Regions from separate parts of the Zea mays genome. Here all the other regions are linked to region 3. The links are chromatin contacts, called in public Hi-C maps. All regions are on one chromosome and are shown on one strand. Each heading gives the region's core, a stretch centred on a gene start, on an enhancer-like site or on the middle of the called end of the contact. The rest is flanking DNA. Distances are from core to core; before and after follow the strand shown. Region 1 holds the start of LOC100283777 (30S ribosomal protein S1,chloroplastic-like). Region 2 holds the start of LOC111347727. Region 3 holds the start of LOC100272451. Region 4 holds the start of LOC103640330 (protein ALP1-like).

Region 1 (4,876 bases), core at 125-2,624, 140 kb before region 3:
TTATTGAGGTGTTTGGTGTCTACGAACTTATTTTAGTCTCTCTATTTTGTTTCATCCTAAATTAGTAAATACGGGAACTAAAAAAGAGTTTTAGTTTACGTATTTAACAATTTATCAACTAAAATGGAATAAAACGTAGAGACTAAAAATTAGACCCTAAAAAACCAAACACCTCCTAAATAATAGCAATTATAACACAGATTTCTTATATGTATATGTAGTCTTATTAAGAGATAAGAATTCAATAAGAGCTCGTATAAATAGAATTGTACTTCATCTTCTACTTTTCTTTTAGATAGAGTACTTATGTTTTGCACATTTATCTTGTCAGTATACAGTGGGCCTTTTGATACGAAAATGGAACTCGATAGCCCAGTTTGTTGTTCAATGTGTTCGTGGTAATGAGGCCTGCCTAAGGCTGAGTCCAGTGCACAACCTCCCTCTCGTCCCTGCCACGTCAGCTCTCGCCTCCACTCTCGTCCTTGCTGCTCCAGTACACAGGCTGCAGCAGGCTACAGCCTCAGGCTATAGCCACGTCAGCTTTTCTATTTCAGAATTAAGTAATTCACGCGGATTTATTTCAACGCTCCGAAAAACACAACATAATATTTTTATTGAATTAAAAAATTACAAAGTACATAATAATTAAAATAAAATGACATGATAATTAAAATAAAATTACATAACTCTAATCGGACTCCTCGATCTCATCCTCATCTTCCTCCTCTTCACTTGTGATTTTTTGCAATTTTTTTCGAATTTTTTGGACTCCAAACGGTCAAAAACGGCTAGTTGCAACGGCTAGCACACGTGGACCAATCAGATCGCGCCACGTCGCTCTCGCCCCGCCAGTGCCTCGCCTCCCTCTCGCCCGCCTCTCGCTCGGGCGGGCGCGAGGCGATACCGCCCGCTCTCGCCGGGAGCGAGCGCCATCGCCCGGCGCCGGCCTCTCGTCCGCGCGCGGGCGGCAGCGGCCTCTTCTCGCCCGCGCTGCCGCCCGCACTGCCACCAGCCTAACGGAACGGACTGACACCCTCCCATCCAGAAAAGCAAGAGAAATTTACGTTATTGTAGTTGATTGCCTCGAAATTGTATAGCGCTGAAGTTTCGAGATGCAATTACCGAATTAGCTATTTGTTAAAAATGGTACAAATTGTTGTATGAACATGTTTTTTCCCGAATGAATGTATGAAATAGTTCGTGGCTTCCTTTTGCAAGCGTGTAATTAACCAGTCCTGTGACGAAACTAATAGCCTGACACGCCGAAGGCCCGAAGCCCGCGAAGCGTTTCTTACCTGGCCTGATCTGGCCCAAAACCAGCCAACCATCTCCGCCTCCTATCCTAAACCCCACCGACCGGATAACAGGACACTGGCACTGCCATTCCCGTTTCCTCGCTCGAACACACACCGAAGAGAGAGACAGAGCGAGAGAGGATGGCGTCCCTGGCGCAGCACGTCGCGGGCCTACCGTGCCCCCCTCTATCCGGCGCGTCGCGCCGTCGCCCCGCGGCGCAGAGGCGGCCTCCGTCGGCGCTTGTGTGCGGTACCTATGCGCTGACCAAGGACGAGCGGGAGCGGGAGCGGATGCGCCAGGTGTTCGACGACGCCTCCGAGCGCTGCCGCACCGCGCCCATGGAGGGCGTCGCCTTCTCCCCCGACGACCTCGACACCGCCGTCGAGTCCACCGACATAGACACGGAGATCGGCTCGCTCGTAATCCCTCGATTCCTCCCCTACTCTATTGTCATTAATTGTTCTTTATGTATCGGAGTCCATAGCAGCAATTTGTGCGGTTAGGAAGCTGTTCATCCTTCGAAATTAGATGGTGTCAGTCAATAGAGTTATAACGCTTTGCCATACATTCTAGTTTATGGTCTCCCAGAATGTGAAGTGGTACATAATGCAGGGAATGTAAGAATATCGCTGATCTCTGGAGATGAATTTTCAACTTGTTTGGACAATAATGCTATGTTTGTCACTATAGTGAGTTAGTATGTCTCTCAACCCATTAATAGTGTACCTGGTTGGAGCATACTGGGATAACACACCACCGCTCACTAATCAGTAATAACTACTCCGTAGTTCAGTTGTTGGTCAATTTTTTAAAGAAAAAAAGTCTAGTATTATTCTTATACCAAGACCAAACATGAACTTGTAGAATCAGTTAGTTAACTAAAGAACAACTCGGATTAACTTGCCAAGCCTCCACTCCCTAAGCCAGCTTGGAACATTGAAGCTAGCGGTGGACCTGGCTCAGACCTCACAAGTCTAGTTATCATAGTTGATGTGGCAGCAGAGAGGAATAGATTTACTGATGTAATTATGTGAAGTGCTAACTAGTAGCCTCTTAATTGCTCCATTCCCTTGTCAAACTGATTTATCTTTATATAAGGTAGATCCAAACTTCCAAACACAATGTCTAGTAGGACCTAAGCAGCATTAATTTTAACTACAACTTAATGCTTAAGTAAACAAACTAACATAATGTCTCCTAGAATTATCTTTTAATCCTGGTCAGCTTCTGGAGGAAACTTTGGGGCTGCTGCTCGTGTAGTGTGCCTAGTAAACGATGATTTTCTGTAACTAGGTGTTCCAAGGTATGAATTCCATTATTATTCTAGTTCTAGGGGCTTGATCTCTGTGGAACCACTGAATTCATTGTGTCTTTGATGGAGGAACGCCCAACCTTGTTGGCATTGTCTCTGGCCAGCAAGAGTTCAAATTTTGCAGTTTGGTGGGGGACCAGGGGTTCTCTCTCCTGATTGCCCCAAGGCTAGATATGTAGTGTATCAGGTCAAGGCTGTTTTGTCTTAGTCTAAAGCGCCAGTGTAGTGATATATTTTCCTGGGATGTGGTGTGTGTGTGTGTGTGGCTGTTGCATGGATTTCTTATGCCGTTCTTCTTCTTTACATAATGATACACAGCTTTCCTTTGTGTTTAAGAAAAAAAAAGATATTCTGTAACAGATATTGCTATTGGTGTTTCCTAAACTTCATTTCAAATAGATGCATCACTGAATTATTCATATCTGTCTTGTGATAATAAACTCAATATCTTAAAAATGAGTCATTGTACTGTTATGTTACAAAGTCAAATGCCGTAGGTAATCATAGTTTGGGTATCGCTGGCTTTGTGTTAGTCCATGATTTTTTCTTCTGGCATTGTGGACCTGTGGTACTGCAGCAGCCATTCTCGATGTATTATTATTGCTACTATTTGCTCTTGCACCTCGATTCATTGCAGGATATTAGTTCTGGTCACATTTCAACATAAGATCTTATTTAGCTTCAGAATTGTCATAATCTGATCATCGAAAAATATTTTATATTCCTATGGTGTCTACAGATTAAAGGAACAGTATTTATGACTACCTCAAATGGTGCATATATCGACATCCAATCCAAGTCTACTGCTTTTTTGCCCTTAGATGAGGCATGTCTTCTTGATATCGATAATGTTGAAGAGGCTGGCATTCGTCCTGGGTTAGTAGAAGAATTCATGATAATTGATGAGAACCCAGGTGATGAAACTTTGATTCTAAGTTTGCAAGCAATTCAGCAAGAACTTGCATGGGAAAGGTGCCGGCAACTTCAGGCCGAAGATGTCGTTGTCACGGGTAAAGTGAGTACAAATTACACACAAACATCTTTTTTTTAATTCTCTTCTCCTGTTTCCTTTTTTATTAGTATTTCTCTTTGATGGTAAAAAAAACTCGCTGTTGTTGCTGACTCGTTGAGAACTGGATAATCTAATTAAGTACTGCATTCCATTTCCCCTTGTCTGTGTTGAATTTGAACAGATAAGTTTTAACCCTTTTTATTGTCTACTTGTCAACAACAGCTATTGTTCCTTAGGAAAAACTCCATGTATTTTAAAATGTAGGTTATTTTAGTTTTATCCTAAGTCAAACTTCTCTAAATCGACCAATCTCATATAAAAATGTATTAACATCTACGAGACCAAATAAATTCTTTATAGACATATTTTATAGTGGTTTACTGAAACTAGTTGCTTTTGCTGTTGCAGATAGCATTTTTCTATAAATTTGATCTAAGTTAGAGAAGTTTGACTTAGGACCAAACTAAAAGGGCCTATATTTTGGAGGCACTATATTTCCACTGCAATTACATAAATCGTGCAGTGCTTCTTAACTATGAACATACAGTCAGTTATGATTCCAATGTTTTATTAACTTCGCATTCTTGGTTATCAGTTGCAGACAAATAAGTTGCTCATAGTTCATGTGATAACTTCCCAAGTTCCTACAAATTCCATTACCTTTTTGTACTTTCCATGTGCTACAATTATTGAACTTATGAAGTTAGGATCAGTCAGTTTATGAGAACATGTCATCTGTCTTCAAGGTGTTATATATCTTTGCTCCTGTGTTGTCTATTTGTTTATAGTGTTTTTTTACCATAAAACAGTAGGGGAAGGTATAACTTTATATATGGCTGGTCTCTGTTGGGAATACCTTTATGTCATTGTTCAGCCTTTCTAGGTTATCTTAGTTTCTTTAACCTTATTCAATTTTGCTTGCAGGTAATTGGTGGAAACAAAGGAGGTGTAGTAGCTCTTGTGGATGGGCTTAAGGGTTTCGTTCCATTTTCGCAAGTGTCATCGGTTAGTTCTTGATCTTTTCACAGAAGTTTCTTATATTCTACGTTTAATTGGCAAGCATGAGCTGCCTTTCATATATTTACCATATTTTATGTTTGATGCTTTGCTCTAGCTGAGCTTTACAATTCCTTATTTGATAAACTTTTGTTTGATCTTGATCAGAAAACAACCGCCGAAGAGCTGCTTGAGAAAGAATTGCCTCTGAAGTTTGTAGAGGTCGATGAGGAACAAGGCAGGCTTGTCCTCAGTAATCG
Region 2 (5,089 bases), core at 33-2,532, 210 kb after region 3:
GGCGGCGGCGCTGGGGGGTCTTGCTGCTGCAGCAGACGACGCGCGTGCGCAGGAGAGAGAGATGGCCATTGGCCAAGGAGACTAGAAGCCGTTCATCTCGAGCAGGTAGGTGCGACGCTTGCTGAGCGCGGCCACGGCCTCCCTGAGAGGCCCGTCGAAGGCGTTGGCGGCGAACTCGTCGAGACCCTTCCTGCCGCCGCCGCCGCCGGTGCCCGCGGTGGCCTCGCCGACGGGCCTGATGACCACGAGCGTGGCACCGTGGATCCTGGTGCCGTCCGACAGCTCCAGCAGCGGCGCGTAGCGGAGCTTCATGTTGCAGGCGGGCACCTGCGTGCGGTTGGCGGCGGCGGCCGCCGCGGCGAGCGGCTTGTCCCTGAACTCCTTCAGCTGCTCGCGCCCCATGCTGAGCGTGCCCTGCCCGTTGGCGTCCGTCAGCGCGACCTGCTCCAGCGTGGGGTGCTCCTTGACGATCTCGCGGAGGAGGTAGTGCCTGGTAGCCGCGGCGATGAGCGAGCTGATGGTCCAGACCACGCGCAGCTTCAGCCCGCCGTTGGTGTAGAAGGACTCCGGGATGCTGCCACCGCCGCCGCCGCCGTCGCCCGCGTCCTCGGCGTCGGCGTCGGCGCCGGTGGGGGCGCGGGGACCCGCGGCGGCCCGGTCCACCTTGGTGCCGCCGAGGATGACGCAGCTCTGCAGCGTGCTGCCGAACACGGCCTTCCACCTGAGCACGACGCCGTCGTCGGTGCCGACGTCGGACACGGGGAGCTCCATGCGGAGGTTGCGGATGCTGCTGAAGTTCTTGAGCACCTGGGCCGGCGAGTGGTGCTGCTGCTGCGCCTGCGCCTGCGCGTGCTTGTGCGCCGCCGCCGCGGACTTGGCGTCGCAGTGCGCGAAGGGCTTGAGCACGGCGAGCAGCACGGCCTTGAGGAGGTGCGAGAGCACGGCGCGCGGGCGCGGCGCCCCCGCGAGGCCGAGGAGCGCGTCGCCGTCGCCGTCGCCGGCGGGGATGACGCGGTCGATGCGCAGGCAGGCGTCGTCCACGAGCGGGACCAGCGCGTTGAAGCGGCGCGACACCGCGGAGCAGCGCCCCAGCGACCGCGCGTCGGCGACCTTGTTGAAGATGAGGAGCACCAGGGAGTCGGGCACCCGGTCGAAGTGGTCCTCGCCCTCCGCCGCCAGGAGCAGGTCCTCCGCGAAGACCCGGTGCTTGGACTGCATCCTGTCCTGCCTGTGGCTTGGATCCTTGCCGCAGCTCACAGCTCGCAGATGAGGAAGCGAAGGGAGTAGCTGAGGTAGGAAGAGGATGGTGGTGGCGAGTGAAGGCGTGGCGGAGGCGCTTATAAAGGCGACGACGGAGGAGACGGAGACCGACCGTTTGTTGAAGTCCATCCATGGCTCGCTGTCGGGGTCGGGACGCCCCTAATCATACCGTTACCCGGATCAGCTACGTATTTTTCTACCGTTGCCTGCCTTATCTCTCTGCCCAGCTGGTCCTAGGAGATTAGGTTTAATTAATCAACCATTCCTCCTCGTCTCGCCCGATCCTATTCCTGCAGAATCTGTGCAACGGTACTCTCAGTCAGTAGTCAGCAGCCGCTAGCGCTAATTAGTGCCTTGTCATTCCTTCGCGAAAGAAATATGTATAACCAACACAAGAGAAATCAAACGACCTTTTATCCAAAAACAACAGACATTCAAACTGTGATAGGAATTGGAAACTAAATGGTTAGATGCACAACCATATTTCGTATCCCAGATGGTTAGGCTATCTCCAGCCGCATCTGCGGCATGTTCTATTTCAAACTTCACTCTTTAAACTGTGTAAAACAGTTACAATATAAGGGAACATTTCCAGTCTGTTTGGTTAGTGGAATAACCATGTTCAGAACCAGGTGATCCAGCATGGACTTACTCCTTGTAGATTCGGATAGGAGGAATGAGTTGGTTTGCCTGTTCTGTGAGGAATGAGTAGCTTCTTGATTTTAGTTTTAGATCGGAATGAGGGGATGACGGATGAGATGAATCTGTAATGGTAACCAGACCCTATTTTAGGCTCGGATGTAGGTTCGAATGACTCCGGACCGTTCGATGCCTCTAACCAAACACACTGTTCATGTGCCCATCGATATAGGCATAAACCATACACACGCGCACGAGAATCAGCATTGAGCTACAAGACGCCTCCCAGACGGTACGGACAAAGTGTGTGCCTAGCAGTAGCAGGAGCAGTGAGCAACGAAAAGCGCAACAACTAGAGACAGCGAGATCTATCTATGAGATAAAGTTGCCCGCTAATCATACTCAGCCGAGCTGCTGCACCCAAAACAGGGTGAGGGTGATGGGCGCAGGTCCTTTATATTTTTATATGAAAGGCAAGGAGGAGGCCCTTCTTCAATCTCCCCAACAGGGTGATGGACGCATCGCACGCTCGATAATGCAGTAGAGTGATAGTTGGATCAGCCCAGCACGACCCATTCGACATCCTTGCGTCCTGCCAGCAACAACCTCGCGGTATTGACACATCACATGTACATAGTCAGTTTATTTTCTCTGCGTCGCAAATCGGCTATGGTTCCATCAGTCAGTCCATCGACAGATACGTACACGCCATAGCCGTACGTTGGAGGCGAGCTGGTACCACGCCGTGCATGCCCTGCCCTATATAACCCCCCCAAAAAAAAACTACCCACCCGGCACCGGTACGTGAAAACAATATCCTTTCCTCCTGGGATTGCATTGTGCGTGCAACTGCGCACGAGCAAGGTCGTCGTGGCGCATGACGATGCCCCCCCGTGGCCAGCTCTGCACGCATGCAGGGCTGCCCGAGAGAGCAACTCCAACCGCCAATAATGCGGTAGCTAGCTCGGTGAGTTGTACATGCACACCATCATATGTGCACTGCCCACTGACTCTCTCTCGTATGATTGGGAGCCGAGATGCATCGATGATCATGCACGCATACTACAACACGATTCATGATATAATATATATACGGGCTGTTGCATGATTATCCATGAACTGCCCGTACTCGTGCAACAACTGATCTGAACAGTGCTTGGCTTATTATTTTTTTTTAAAAAAAAGGAATCGCATGCATGGATCTGGTGATGCCATGTTGCCGACGACGAGGCCCTTCTTATGCAAATGATGTGTCCGGTACTCCGGTCTCCCAAAGCCGGCGGCATCAAGGAAGGCAGCGCGAAGGGCGATGGGCTAGCTGCGTCTCGCACCTAAAGAGTCCATCATGCATGGACAGGAATAATCCGAGCCAATCGTGTCCTCTCCTGTGTGTAGCGTACCGTTACAATAGATGGCTCATCGACGGAGCTGGAGTGTGTATCGTTCTTGTCCACGAATGCTCGGAGATCCAACACGTTGCTTTCATCCGCTGGCGGCGGCACTCGTTTCCAGGGCTGTCCAGAGTGCGCTTTGATGCATTATGTCGAAAACTACTGGTCGGGCAATCAGCCTGCCCGTGCATTGAATCGAATCTAGGGATACCAATGAGATGGAGATGGGGTTGAGGATCTCCTCCTAATAAAGCGACGATATGTAGTAGCAACAATACAAGAGCAATGATATACTACTACTAGTACTACTTCGCGAATCGTCGTGCGGTGAAATGGACCAGCAGAGCCTCGCCGCCTCCTGCCAAGACAAGACAAGACGACTACTGGATTGCCGCCTCGTGCGTTGCGTGTGCCCTTCTGTTAGTAGACGTAGGGGCAGCGGCATTGATGCCATCCATCCGACGCCTGCCAACGATACTCCTATTTCCTAGCAAAACAGTGGGAATCTGTACCCTCCCCATCCCCAATTCAACATGTTCTGGCCGTCGTCGATCTACCACGGGGTAGGTGGGTGTGTAAAATCTCCTCCGGTTCGGTAACCAGTCCTCTGGCTGGCTGCCTGGTTCGCGACCGCTTTCGTCTCCGTCCGCTTGGACTACGGCGTCGTGGAGACGGCCGAGCCAGTGGTGGTGCTGGCGCCCCGACCGCCCGTGCTTGCCATCCATCCGCAACGCAGCGTGGATTATGGCGCCAGGGGGGGCTACCAGATTGTACTGGACCGAGCCAAGAGAAGGGAGAGACGGACGGGGGTCCGTGCTCCCCGGAACACACCACGTGAGCAGACGTGCGCTCCCCTGCCTTCCGCTCTGCGGCTCTGCTCCACCGGAGCCCGGACTGGAGCTGGAGGGAGGAGACAAGGACCACAAAAAGAGTTTGGTGCGCAATGCCACGACCTGGGGGCCAAAGGAGCCGGAGGATTAAAACAACCATCAATCAACCGTAGACGTCATATCTGGAAAGCGAGAGAATCTGGCAAAAAGAATGGACGCGGTGCTGATGCTGTTTTCCGACAACGCTACAAAAAAAGGTACTTAATCAACCTACGCATGGGCTGATAGGCCACAAATTATGGTGCTTTAGATGACAGCAGGATCGCTGTTATATATGAGCACCAAGGCCACGAATCATGACACAAATCACGCATCAAGAGCTGAACATGGGCTGTTGCATCAAGTGTCTCTGGGTTTTTTTTTTTGACACTCGGAATTTCCTTTGCCGCTACAAAAACCCAAAAAAGGGGACATTGCAGCGCCCTAACCTGGGAGGCTGGGATTGCTGGCTAGGCGACTCAATCCAGCCTCAGGCATCCAAAATCAGACGCCTGAGATTGATGTCTGAGAGAGGCAGGTTTCCCAGTCTCCAAACCAAACATGCCTATACAGCAAACGATGACGACAGCTGCGTCTCCCACAAGTGAGCGCATCAGATCTACAGGGTGAAACCCCAGCGAGTAAAAAAAAAAGGACGAGACAAACCAGTGGAGTTTAGGCGTCCCCTTCCTCGTGATGAGGCCGATCGGTGTTCTGCTGCCCGCTGCCTGCCTGCCGCATCTTGACAGGCAAGGTGACCCACCCTCGGATACCTCTCCTTGAATTTTCTCCTCCCAGTCTTGCAACACCTCCAGCTCGTCGGAGCTTAGGCCGTCCAAATCCACAGTGAGGTCATTTGGGTCAAATGACATCAATGCCAGGGCCCGGGTTGCATCCCTCCCAGCAAACAAGGAATATGGTCCCCTCAGG
Region 3 (5,168 bases), core at 2,623-5,122:
GCGCTCCTCCTGGTGCGCGCACCCGTCGCTACCCTACCTCGCGCTCAAGGCCATCACCTCCTTCCCGTCCAACTCGTCGCGCCTCCTGTCCGTCCATGCCGCCGTCTCCCTCTTCAGCGCCGCCACGGGTGCGCCGCTCGCGTCCGTCGACGGCTCCGCGCTCACGCTGCTTCGGACGGCCGCCGTCTCCGCGCTCGCCGCACCCTCAGTCCTCGTGCTCGAGATTTGGAGATTCTGCTTCCATGTCCCGTAGGTGCGGACAACAGAGAGGAGGGCGGGGCGAGAGAGACGGCGAGACGCGCGGAGATGGCGGCTGGTGATGGGCGGAGATGGCGGACGGGGATGGCGGTCGGTGATGGGCGGAGATGGCGGCCGGTGATGGGTGGTGGTTTGGGCGAGCCCGAGATCTAGAGGCAGAACCGTGCATCACTCATTCTGTGAACGCCTACACTAGTCTCTTAAAGAGTAGTATAGATAAATATAGGAGCGCTGTTTCAACTTACCTGTGAGTTGACTCTTGCGAAATTCCATCTAATAGCTATAGGGGCAACTCCGGCCAACTAGTGACAACACACCTGTGCAGTGTGAGAGATCGACGACCACGGGATCATCATTTGGTTTTCTACACCCCGTTTGAAAATCGAGCAAATCGTGTCCTTTTTCTCTTCCTGTTCTGGAGAAGAAGAAGAAAAAAACAGGGCCACAAATCGTGTCAGCTAGTGTCCCTGCTTGGTGTTCGTACCGTGCGACAAGATTGGTAGTTCGAGCGTGCTGTCGTTTCTCGCCGTGCCGAGGTGGGTAGCTAGCTTCTCACACGCACGGACGCTGTTGACTGCTGAGCTAGAGCCTAGAGCTAGAGATAGATCCATCTCGCGGTGACAGGTGCTCCATCGGGGCTAAAATCCAAGCAAAAATGTCAAAGTTTCGCTCGGTCGTCGGTGCTGCTGCTGCTTCTTCTTCTTCTTGTAGACGACCTACGCTCGGAGAGTTGCATACTAGTAGTAGTAGACTAGTAGTGTATTCTCGTAGACAACTGAACGAGTACCTATCACGTATAGCTGCAGGGGGTAGATTCACATTCACACGGCGCAGCAGAGACTCTAGCCCTGCCGCCAGGTGTGCCGATTGGACACAGTGTGCGCGGACATTGGCATGCCGTGATGGTGAACTGCCGACGCCACAGGGCCGGGGGAGGCAACAGATCGCTGTCGAGGAAACAACTATCTGGTGACGTACGTACGTACGTGGATCCCTACATAGCATATGTTGCGATCGTTTTCTGGTCGTTATTTGACCGTGAGGGTCTGGAACTCAAAACTGGCGGTGGGTTTTGAAGTGAACCAATACCAAACATTTCCGGATAAATTCAATGATGGCTGTCTTGAAAGTGCACATTGTTATTACTGCATTAGAGCGAGTAACATGTTCTTTTAGGTCAAGAAAATAAGTGGAGATATACAACTGTGTGGCTGGATGTCTAGGACTAGCTAGCTAGAGAAGCGTCATATGAGTTAAACATGTTTGGCTAAGAAAAATTCTGGAAAGGGCGACCGACCAAAAAAGATGGTCTATGTTCCTACTGGGAGTAACTATCGCTGATTCGTAAGTGGTTGGGATGCATAGTTAGGGGTATCATATTCTAACAAGTGGTATCAAAGCCAAAGCTATGCTGATTTTATTTTGTGAGAAGGTTGATAGGGATAAGGATCACAAGATTAAGATGTTGTCAAAGATGTGGAATAATCAAGTATATATAGAAATTTGATGGCAAAGGGAATTTTAGAATGTGGCAATACATGGTAATAGATGTGCTTGTCTAATAAGAACTAATCGATGCTCTACACCGTAGTTGACTGCCCTATAATCTAGATTTGGGCCTTTACTGTTGGAGTGGGGTGTTTTGTTGGTGCCCTAAATTTTATAAACTATACTTATTTTCAAAATATAGGGCATTTTTATAGGTCACGTTGTTGGAGATGCTCTAATAAGAACTAATCGATGCTCTTTGAGGGCACCAAAGGGCACCAAACGAGACAAGGCAACTAATGAATAATACAAATCATGGGAGGTTTTTCCATTTGGATTAGGTTTTTTGGGGGTTGAGTTTATCCATAACCCGCCGCGCTGGCGAGTCAGGTTGATCAGCAAGGTGCCCATGAATAGGTCTGCATGTAAAGGGAAGACATTAGCAAATGGAAAGTTTTGAAACCAGTACGCCTAATGTCTATTTTTGAGATCGACGAAGCCATCATAGATAACCTATTGTCGAGTGAGTGTCCTCTTATCACTTAGAAAATAGCTAGGACTGGTGTGAGTCCAAGATCTGGGACTTGATAAACATTTTTCACCACAAGAAAAACCCCCATTGTCATTCATTTGTAGAACCTACAGTTAAAATATAGATCTTATTATGATGCGCAAGGAAAACCAAAAAGAAGTAGAAAAACCAAGGAAAGGAAAGGGTCGCTGTCGGATCCACATAAAACCTCCTAGGGGCATACAGTATGCTCCACGCCATTTCAGGCAGCAGCACCAACAATTTGTGCCAAATTTTAGTTTGGTTTTCCATGTGCTGAAAACTCCACCGACCTCCCTCCACCGGAGTGGACTACCTGACACTGAGAGCTGGCCAGCTGGTACATATGTTCACACGAGCTGTATAGCTCAGTAGCTGGCTCGTATTTCCTAGCTCAAATGAGTAGCCCCCTGCCTTCTTTTAAGCCGGGCCCACATCCCGTACGTGCTTCGAGCGCGTGCCCAGCAACGAGCTGTGCTTCCATGCGCATGCCCATCGTGCGGTGCGAGTGCGAGTGGGCTAGCCGGGGCCCGGGGCCAGGCGATGGAGTCAACCAGTCAAACTCACCGGAGCCCCCCCAAGCCCAACCCGTGTACGGTATCCGATCGATTAATCAACCGTTGATTATAATACAGGAGTAACAATCCCCAGACAGTAATTAATCGCCACCAGGCCCACCACACACGCCCTCCATCTGCAGACCCCCAGTCGGGAAAAAAATCTGAATCGCCCCCGAGCCCCGATTAACCCCTGAACTTTTGGCTTTAAAAGCGAAAGAGATCAAAAGGGATAAACTAATAATCTCCCTGGTTGCGGCGTGCTCCCTGACCCAGTCCCCCACATGCTCACGGCCGGCCTTGAGAATTTGGTGACCCGGTGCGAGACAAAAATTGAGGCTCCATTGATCATAAATACCAAAATTTTATGAATATTGAGATGCATTAAACTCCTTAAGTTTTTTTTTCCTTTTTCACTACTAGATGCATGCTTTCTAGTGGACGACATGTGGAATATGGTGACCACAATGCAAAATAACCTATACTCAAAAATAAAGAACATTTAACTAGTAAAGATTGGTTTGAGACGAAAACGAATCAGCAAAAGTAGAGTAGCAAACTTGACGAAGTTATGGAGGGCTGAGACAGGGCACGCTAGGCACGGCACGCGGCAAGCCTGGTCTGGGCAGACGGCAGAACAGCGGACAGGGTGATCCCTCTCGACTGTCGCTGCTAGCTGCTGGCGGTGCCAGGCTATTGTTGTAACCTGAACAACATGAGCGGAGGCTTCCACGAGAAGGCAAGAGGACTGCAGCTCAAGCGTCCACGAGAAGCCAAGTAATCGAGCTTAAACATGCATGCATACTGCACGTTGATGGACTTTGGCCTTTATCGATCTTTGTGTTGTAATCTAAATAAACATTTTCTATATATACACATACACGTATATACGAGAAGAGGCCCCCTGGTTCTCGGAGGCCCGGTGCGGCGGCACCGCCGGCACCTGTCCAGGGCCGGCCCTGCACATGGTCCTTTTTTTCCTTCCATCCAAGTCCACCACCAGCCTACCTTCTCCTCCCCTTCTCCTGGCCCGGCTGATCCGTCTGCGTGTCGTCGTCTATATAAGCCCAGCCCTTCCTCCTCTCCCGCCCCACCTCATCTATCGCACTCTTCTTCCTTCCTTCCTTCTCCCGCCTTCTCCTCCCAGCACTCTTCTTCGAACACTGCCACATATACTTAGTCATCATCGTCCAGCAGCGCAGCAGCCCGCCGCTCAACGTCTCACAAGGGGATCGTCGGTCGGAATCTGATGGACATGGCGCACGAGAGAGACGCGAGCAGCGAGGAGGAGGTGGTGGCCGGCGAGCTGCGGCGCGGGCCTTGGACGGTGGAGGAGGACCTCCTGCTGGTCAACTACGTCGCCGCGCACGGCGAGGGCCGCTGGAACTCGCTCGCCCGATCAGCAGGTGGGTACCTATGTATATGTAGCTAGGATAGAATCCAGTGATATGCGCTGCATATATCATCGATCAGTTACATGGTGTCGATCGATCGAAGCTCTGCATCGCTAGTTTAGCGCACAGCCGCCTGAGCAATCGTGGTCTCGTGGAACACGAAGAAGGCTTTGTTGGCAAAGCTGTCACTTTGCATCTGGTACGGAGTACCTGCTAATGTGGAAACAGACAGAGCCTACAGTAGTGAGTGAGAAAGAGAGGACTTTTTAGTGGTTAGCATCATTCCCGGCCGTAGGGGTATTTAGTTACATCACGCATCTTGTCATCACTGACATACCACCCTCATGTCTCGTCTGCATAACTAATTGAGATCGACAGCAGGTGCTCGCTAGCTAGTGTGACATGTATAGTAGTATATGTAATCAGCAGCAATGGCGAGCGAGCGTGGAATTAATGACGTGTGGGTTATATTACTGATCATCATGTGACGATCGATGACGCAGGGCTGAGGCGCACTGGCAAGAGCTGCCGCCTCCGGTGGCTGAACTACCTCCGCCCCGACCTCCGGCGAGGCAACATCACGCCGCAGGAGCAGCTGCTCATCCTGGAGCTGCACTCGCGCTGGGGCAACCGCTGGTCCAAGATCGCGCAGCACCTCCCCGGCCGCACCGACAACGAGATCAAGAACTACTGGCGCACGCGCGTGCAGAAGCACGCCAAGCAGCTCAAGTGCGACGTCAACAGCCAGCAGTTCAAGGACGTCATGCGCTACCTCTGGATGCCCCGCCTCGTCGAGCGCATCCAGAACGCCGGCGCCGCGGGGGCTCCGCAGCAGCACAAGGCGGGCGCCGCGGACACGCCGCTCTCGTCGCCGTCGTCGTGGCAGCCCGGCGGCGGCGGCGGCGCCGACGACGGCCTCTA
Region 4 (5,012 bases), core at 1,358-3,857, 170 kb after region 3:
TATAAAGGAAATAAAACATTAAATACGTTTTTTGTTTCTATGCGTGGAATTCATTTCCTTTCATTGCACATTATTTTCATCATAAATTCGTGTGCATGCAACTGGTAACAGATTTTTACGTAGTATACCGAATTGCATAATTATCTACACAGGGTAGCATATTTAGTAGTAGTATATATCATAAAATAGTTTTTACGAGTCTAGTTGCATGATTGTTGCAGCGATCCTAAATTTATGGAGGAAATAAAGCATTTAAAAATATAAACTGTCACACATATCTTTCCTAAATTTACGCGCATGCAATCGAACGTATTTGACTCATGCATGTATTCTTTTTTTGTGCGCACAGACGTGGAGCGGGTGACACAACCAACAGCCTGTTCAGTCGGTGCGCTGGGTTGAACCAGGTTGCAGAGATGATCGGCCTGAGCTTCATTTAACTATTGAAAGCTCAAGGATCATGTGTGTGTGTATATATATATATATATATTCGTGTAGAAACGGACTCTTCACGAAGAGTATGTTTCTTGTTTTTTAATTTGGTCCTCTAAAGACTAAAAAACTCTCATTTAATTGAGTTGTGTATGACCTTAAATACTATCAAGAGACAATATATATAAAGAGTCATATGTCTTTTATATTTTTTACTCACTTTGTTTCAGACTATAAGGCCTAACCATTTTTTGTGTTTGTCTCATAATATAAGGCGTGCTCTATCTATGTACACGTAGATTATATCATTGGACCCTTTGCCAGAGCTGCTTGGATCCCGACCCATCTAGACAAGCGCGCCTACAGGCTAGCATACGTATGCTTGACTACTGCTGCTTCACCAGTCGCACACAGCACCGGCTGCCAACCCAATCGAGGCGGAGTTCCTTCCAGCAGTTCTCGTCGAACCGGAGGAGGAGGAGGAGCGCGGGCCACGTGGTGATGACCCTGCCCTGTCCGGAACGAGATCCTCTGACGTGGGGAGAGGGCACTGCCGCGTGGCCCCCGCGTGCGACAGGGCCCGCGTGCAGTGACCCTACTGCTGTCCACGCCCCAGCGCCTAGCCGGTTGGGCGGCGGCATGGAGAGGTGCACGCTGCCGGCGGACTTGCTGTTCGCCGGGGCTGCTGGACGAACATTGTACCGTTTGGTCCTATGGTTTCTGACCCCTTCGATCCTAATCAGAAGTTCAGAAGGGTCGTCGGAGCAGTCCGCCTTGTTTCCATAGACCTGTTCCACAAACCGCTGGATTAAACAGAAACCACCCCCTCTTGAGCGAGTATTGTTTTTCTTCTATCTTTGCACGAGAAAAAAAAGGATACGCTCATGCTATAGTAGAAAATTGTCATGTTAGGTTTGCCACCTGTCCGAACATTAGGCAGATCCAAACATTTTTAAATAGGACTATCGTTGGTCAGAGTGAAAGAAATTAGGTAGCAGCCAGCAGACTTGAATCTTTCCTGTAACAGTCTCTGATAAACTTGGGACACGGAGGTGCCGCTGTGCGGTTCCTGTTGGCGCCCATAGATGCCAGTTTGCCACCTGTCCGGGAAGCGCTAGTCCGAGTCCGAGAGGAAGAGGAATGACTTTTGCGGTTAGCGGATTAGTTACCCATAATAAGGCCAAAATTACGTACGTGACAATGACATGTTCAAAAAAGTAAATTACGTACGTGAGCAGCGCTAGTGTCTCCAGGCTCCAGCTGCACCTCTCAAGGCGTCACATACTATACTACTGGATGAAGAGCCAAATAATTTATTAATGGAAATAAGATTTTGTCGGGATTACTTTTCAATTTTATTTGAAAATATTAAAATAGAAAAAAAAATATTCTCAACTAATCAATGTCACTTACACTTTTGCTCCGTCGAAGAAGTCTCCCAAGTCCCAAACTTGCAACGCTAGATATGGCTAGCCCAATCTGCAGTTTACTCTGGCCCGATTATAACACAGTTGGGCAACACTGTCTACACCTGTGCATGATCCAACGATGGGCTGCTGGGCCGGAGAAGCCAGGCCATCTCCTATTCCAATACACAAACGAAAGAAGTGCTCGGACAGCACATGCTTCACGGGCCTCCCGGGTCCCGGCGACAAGCTCTCAAATCAGCAGTGCGCCTGACTGGCATCACAGTTCCAACTTCCAAGCAACTCTACTCGTTCAGGTTGAGCTGAACACATTATGTTCAAACTTACAGAAATGGATAGCATCCCACAGAGCATATTTGCAGAGCCTAGATTCATGGCTACTCAAGTGTGTGAAGTCACTATATACAAAGGAAGAAGAAGAGTTCCAGGAAAAAGAAGGTCGAAGCTGATCCAAATAACAAAGTAGCGCCCATATATTTAAAAACTGTGAGAGCTGGATAAGTTTGTTGGATGATTTACCAACGGAACGCAACGCAAAGCACCCGCCGCAGCGCCCGTGCGGCTTGCCCACGTTGCCCCCGTCCCAGCCGCGGCGCGCGCGGTCCGGCGCCTTGGAAACCAGCGAGAGGCAATGAAAAGGAGATGTCGCCAGGCCGGCCCCGCGCGTCGTCGCCACCACTCGCCATCGCGATAGGCGCGCGCCCAGAAAAGGAGATGTCATGCGGCGCGGGCCTTTTCACGTGGCCCATGGCAACGTTACCGGCAGAGGAGAGAGGCCAGGATGCCCCCACGCCCACCGCACCCCACCCCATCGTCGTCTGGCCCCGGCCCTGTCCTCTATCATCACGGCACGGAGAGTGAGTGGGGGAAGGGCCGGGGAAGGACCGGACACAAGGAATATATCGCCAAAAGCCTGGTCTCTAGCTGCCCTGCCTGCCCGTCCATCATTGATGCCAGTCCAAGTGATCTGTCGGGACGAGGCAGACCGCAGACGGCTCCCGCGCCGTAGCATAGGTGAACTGTCCCCGCCACCCAGTGCCCACAGGCCACTAAACTAGATGGACGGTGCAAATGGATGTTTCAGGACATCACTCAAATGCAGTTCAACCTTGACGTGAGGGAAGTGGTCGTCGAAAACCGTGGGTGAGCTTATCTGTGCGTGCATGCAGCCCAATACCACCTGGTGGTGTTCAACGGTTCATTCTATATTTCTTCTCCTATATCCCACTCACATATCACATCAGCAACAACATCCTCTCTCCATATATCTCTACCCTCTACATCGCTTCAGCCTAAATTCTCCCCTCTATATCCCATTCTAAACATAAAATATTATTTTTCATATTTTTTTTCATTTATTAACTTTTTTCCTAACAAAAAAATACTACGGGTTATTGTTGGAACTGTTTTGTACTGTGTCCGCTATATAGTATATCATAGGGAAACAGTGATAGGGTAGGCTGAACGAGTAGCAACCGTTGAGGCTGTCCGCAGGCGTTCCCCCTAAATTTTCCCCCTAAATCTTACTATGCAGCCACGTCAGCAAGATTCCCTCCCCTATATTCACTCGTCCCGCAACCGTCCCCCCTAAATTTTACCCTACATATCTCTCTACTCATTAAATATACATTTCCCTATAACTAACATAACCAACTTCTTTTTTTATTTATATTCTTTTCTTTGAACACGTTTGGCTTAACAGATCTTACTTGTGTAACAAAAAAATATTTTTTAATTATTTCTCTTAATTTACACATACTATATAATAAATCAAATAATTTATCATTTAATTGAAAAAATGCATACATCATTTGATTTAACATTTAATTGGTACCATGCAAACATTAATTAACATTTGTGGTATGCCAAAATTTTTCATATATATTGGGACGGAATATAATGAAGGACACTTACGTTGCAACACAAACCGTCGAGTCGTACGGACGAAGCCACGAGTGTCTTACAATGAAAGACACCGTTGGCTTTCAAAGGAAGCCACTGTTGCCTTTCAATGCAAGCCCGCAGCTTCCCCCTGAAGCCTCTTTGGTCTCCCCTATATATATTCAATCAATCTCTACCATAATGTACACCCATTGTTCTGAGTTCATCAAGTTAGCCATAGTTCGGTATGTCTCAGAGTCATACGGAAGATGATTTTGCTTCGAGTGATTCGAGTGATAGTGAGAACGAAACTCTTTTGCTTGTCAACCTACTCACCCTCAACATTGCGGCTCAACGCCATCACCGACGACGGTCGGGTTTACCTCGCCGTGTCATTCACAGAGATCATTTCGCGGGAGAAAATCTCATCGAACATCACTACTTCTCCGCTAACCCAGTGTATCCACCTCATGTGTTTCGTAGAAGGTACGCACTTCATATTTTTGTCATAGGTTATCATTTGTTCAACTTTTGACAAATATCCAATGCAATTTTGTTAGGTTCCACATGAGTAGGCCTTTGTTTCTCCGCATTCTGCAAGGTCTTCAACAGCACGATACTTACTTTACACAAAGAGTAGACGCAACTGGTATGCCCGGACTAGGACCATTACAAAAAGTTTGTGCGGCAATGCGGATACTTGCTTATGGGTTACCTTCTGATGCGGTAGACGAGTATATTCAAATTGGGGAATCAACCGCTAGGGAATGCCTTCATCATTTTTGTCGCGCAATCATTGCATGTTTTAGTGGCTGGTATTTACGCACTCCAACTCAAGATGACATTACACGCATCATGCATAATAGCGAGTCTAGGGGTTTTCCTGGCATGTTGGGTTCCATTGATTGCATGCACTGGGAGTGGAGGAACTGTCCAACGGCTTGGCATGGTCAATTTTGTGGCCGAAATGGTAGAGCATCGATGATACTTGAAGCAGTAGCATCGTATGATCTATGGATTTGGCATGCTTTTTTTGGCATGCCTGGGACAAACAATGACGTAAACGTGCTCCACCGATCCCCAATATTTTACCCTATGACTTCTGGTCGAATGCCACTAGTCAATTACACAGTAAATGGTCATGCGTACAACTTCGGTTATTACCTTGCTGATGGTATTTACCCCAACTGGCCTACTTTTGTCAAAGCAATCCGACACCCATATGAGAAAAAGAAAGTATATTTCACTCAGATGCAGGAAAGTTGCCGAAAG

The links. Hi-C and Micro-C count contacts between places; a contact is called where the count stands out from the background.
Region 1: a contact with region 3 is called in a Hi-C map of tassel, with 4 times the contacts expected there. The contact joins the promoter of LOC100283777 here to the promoter of LOC100272451 in region 3. A contact is called at or near these places in 12 of 25 Hi-C or Micro-C datasets (bundle sheath, ear, endosperm and 3 more).
Region 2: a contact with region 3 is called in a Hi-C map of bundle sheath, with 2.6 times the contacts expected there. The contact joins the promoter of LOC111347727 here to the promoter of LOC100272451 in region 3. A contact is called at or near these places in 5 of 25 Hi-C or Micro-C datasets (bundle sheath, endosperm, leaf and 1 more).
Region 4: a contact with region 3 is called in a Hi-C map of bundle sheath, with 2.4 times the contacts expected there. The contact joins the promoter of LOC103640330 here to the promoter of LOC100272451 in region 3. A contact is called at or near these places in 3 of 25 Hi-C or Micro-C datasets (bundle sheath, ear and tassel).

Annotation. Positions count from the first base shown.
Region 1 is chr9:139,875,300-139,880,175 of Zm-B73-REFERENCE-NAM-5.0, reverse strand. LOC100283777 (30S ribosomal protein S1,chloroplastic-like) reads left to right here and starts at 1,374. Exons shown (of 7, transcript NM_001156676.2): 1 at 1,374-1,715; 2 at 3,348-3,623; 3 at 4,545-4,625; 4 at 4,785-4,876. The coding sequence starts at 1,437.
Region 2 is chr9:139,523,733-139,528,821 of Zm-B73-REFERENCE-NAM-5.0, reverse strand. It overlaps LOC111347727, which reads right to left and starts at 1,282. Exons shown (of 1, transcript NM_001357720.1): 1 at 1-1,282. The coding sequence starts at 1,218. The coding sequence ends at 82.
Region 3 is chr9:139,734,608-139,739,775 of Zm-B73-REFERENCE-NAM-5.0, reverse strand. It overlaps LOC100272451, which reads left to right and starts at 3,872. Exons shown (of 2, transcript NM_001146925.1): 1 at 3,872-4,259; 2 at 4,751-5,168. The coding sequence starts at 4,103.
Region 4 is chr9:139,566,965-139,571,976 of Zm-B73-REFERENCE-NAM-5.0, reverse strand. It overlaps LOC103640330 (protein ALP1-like), which reads left to right and starts at 2,607. Exons shown (of 2, transcript XM_020544377.2): 1 at 2,607-2,716; 2 at 4,253-5,012. The coding sequence starts at 2,607.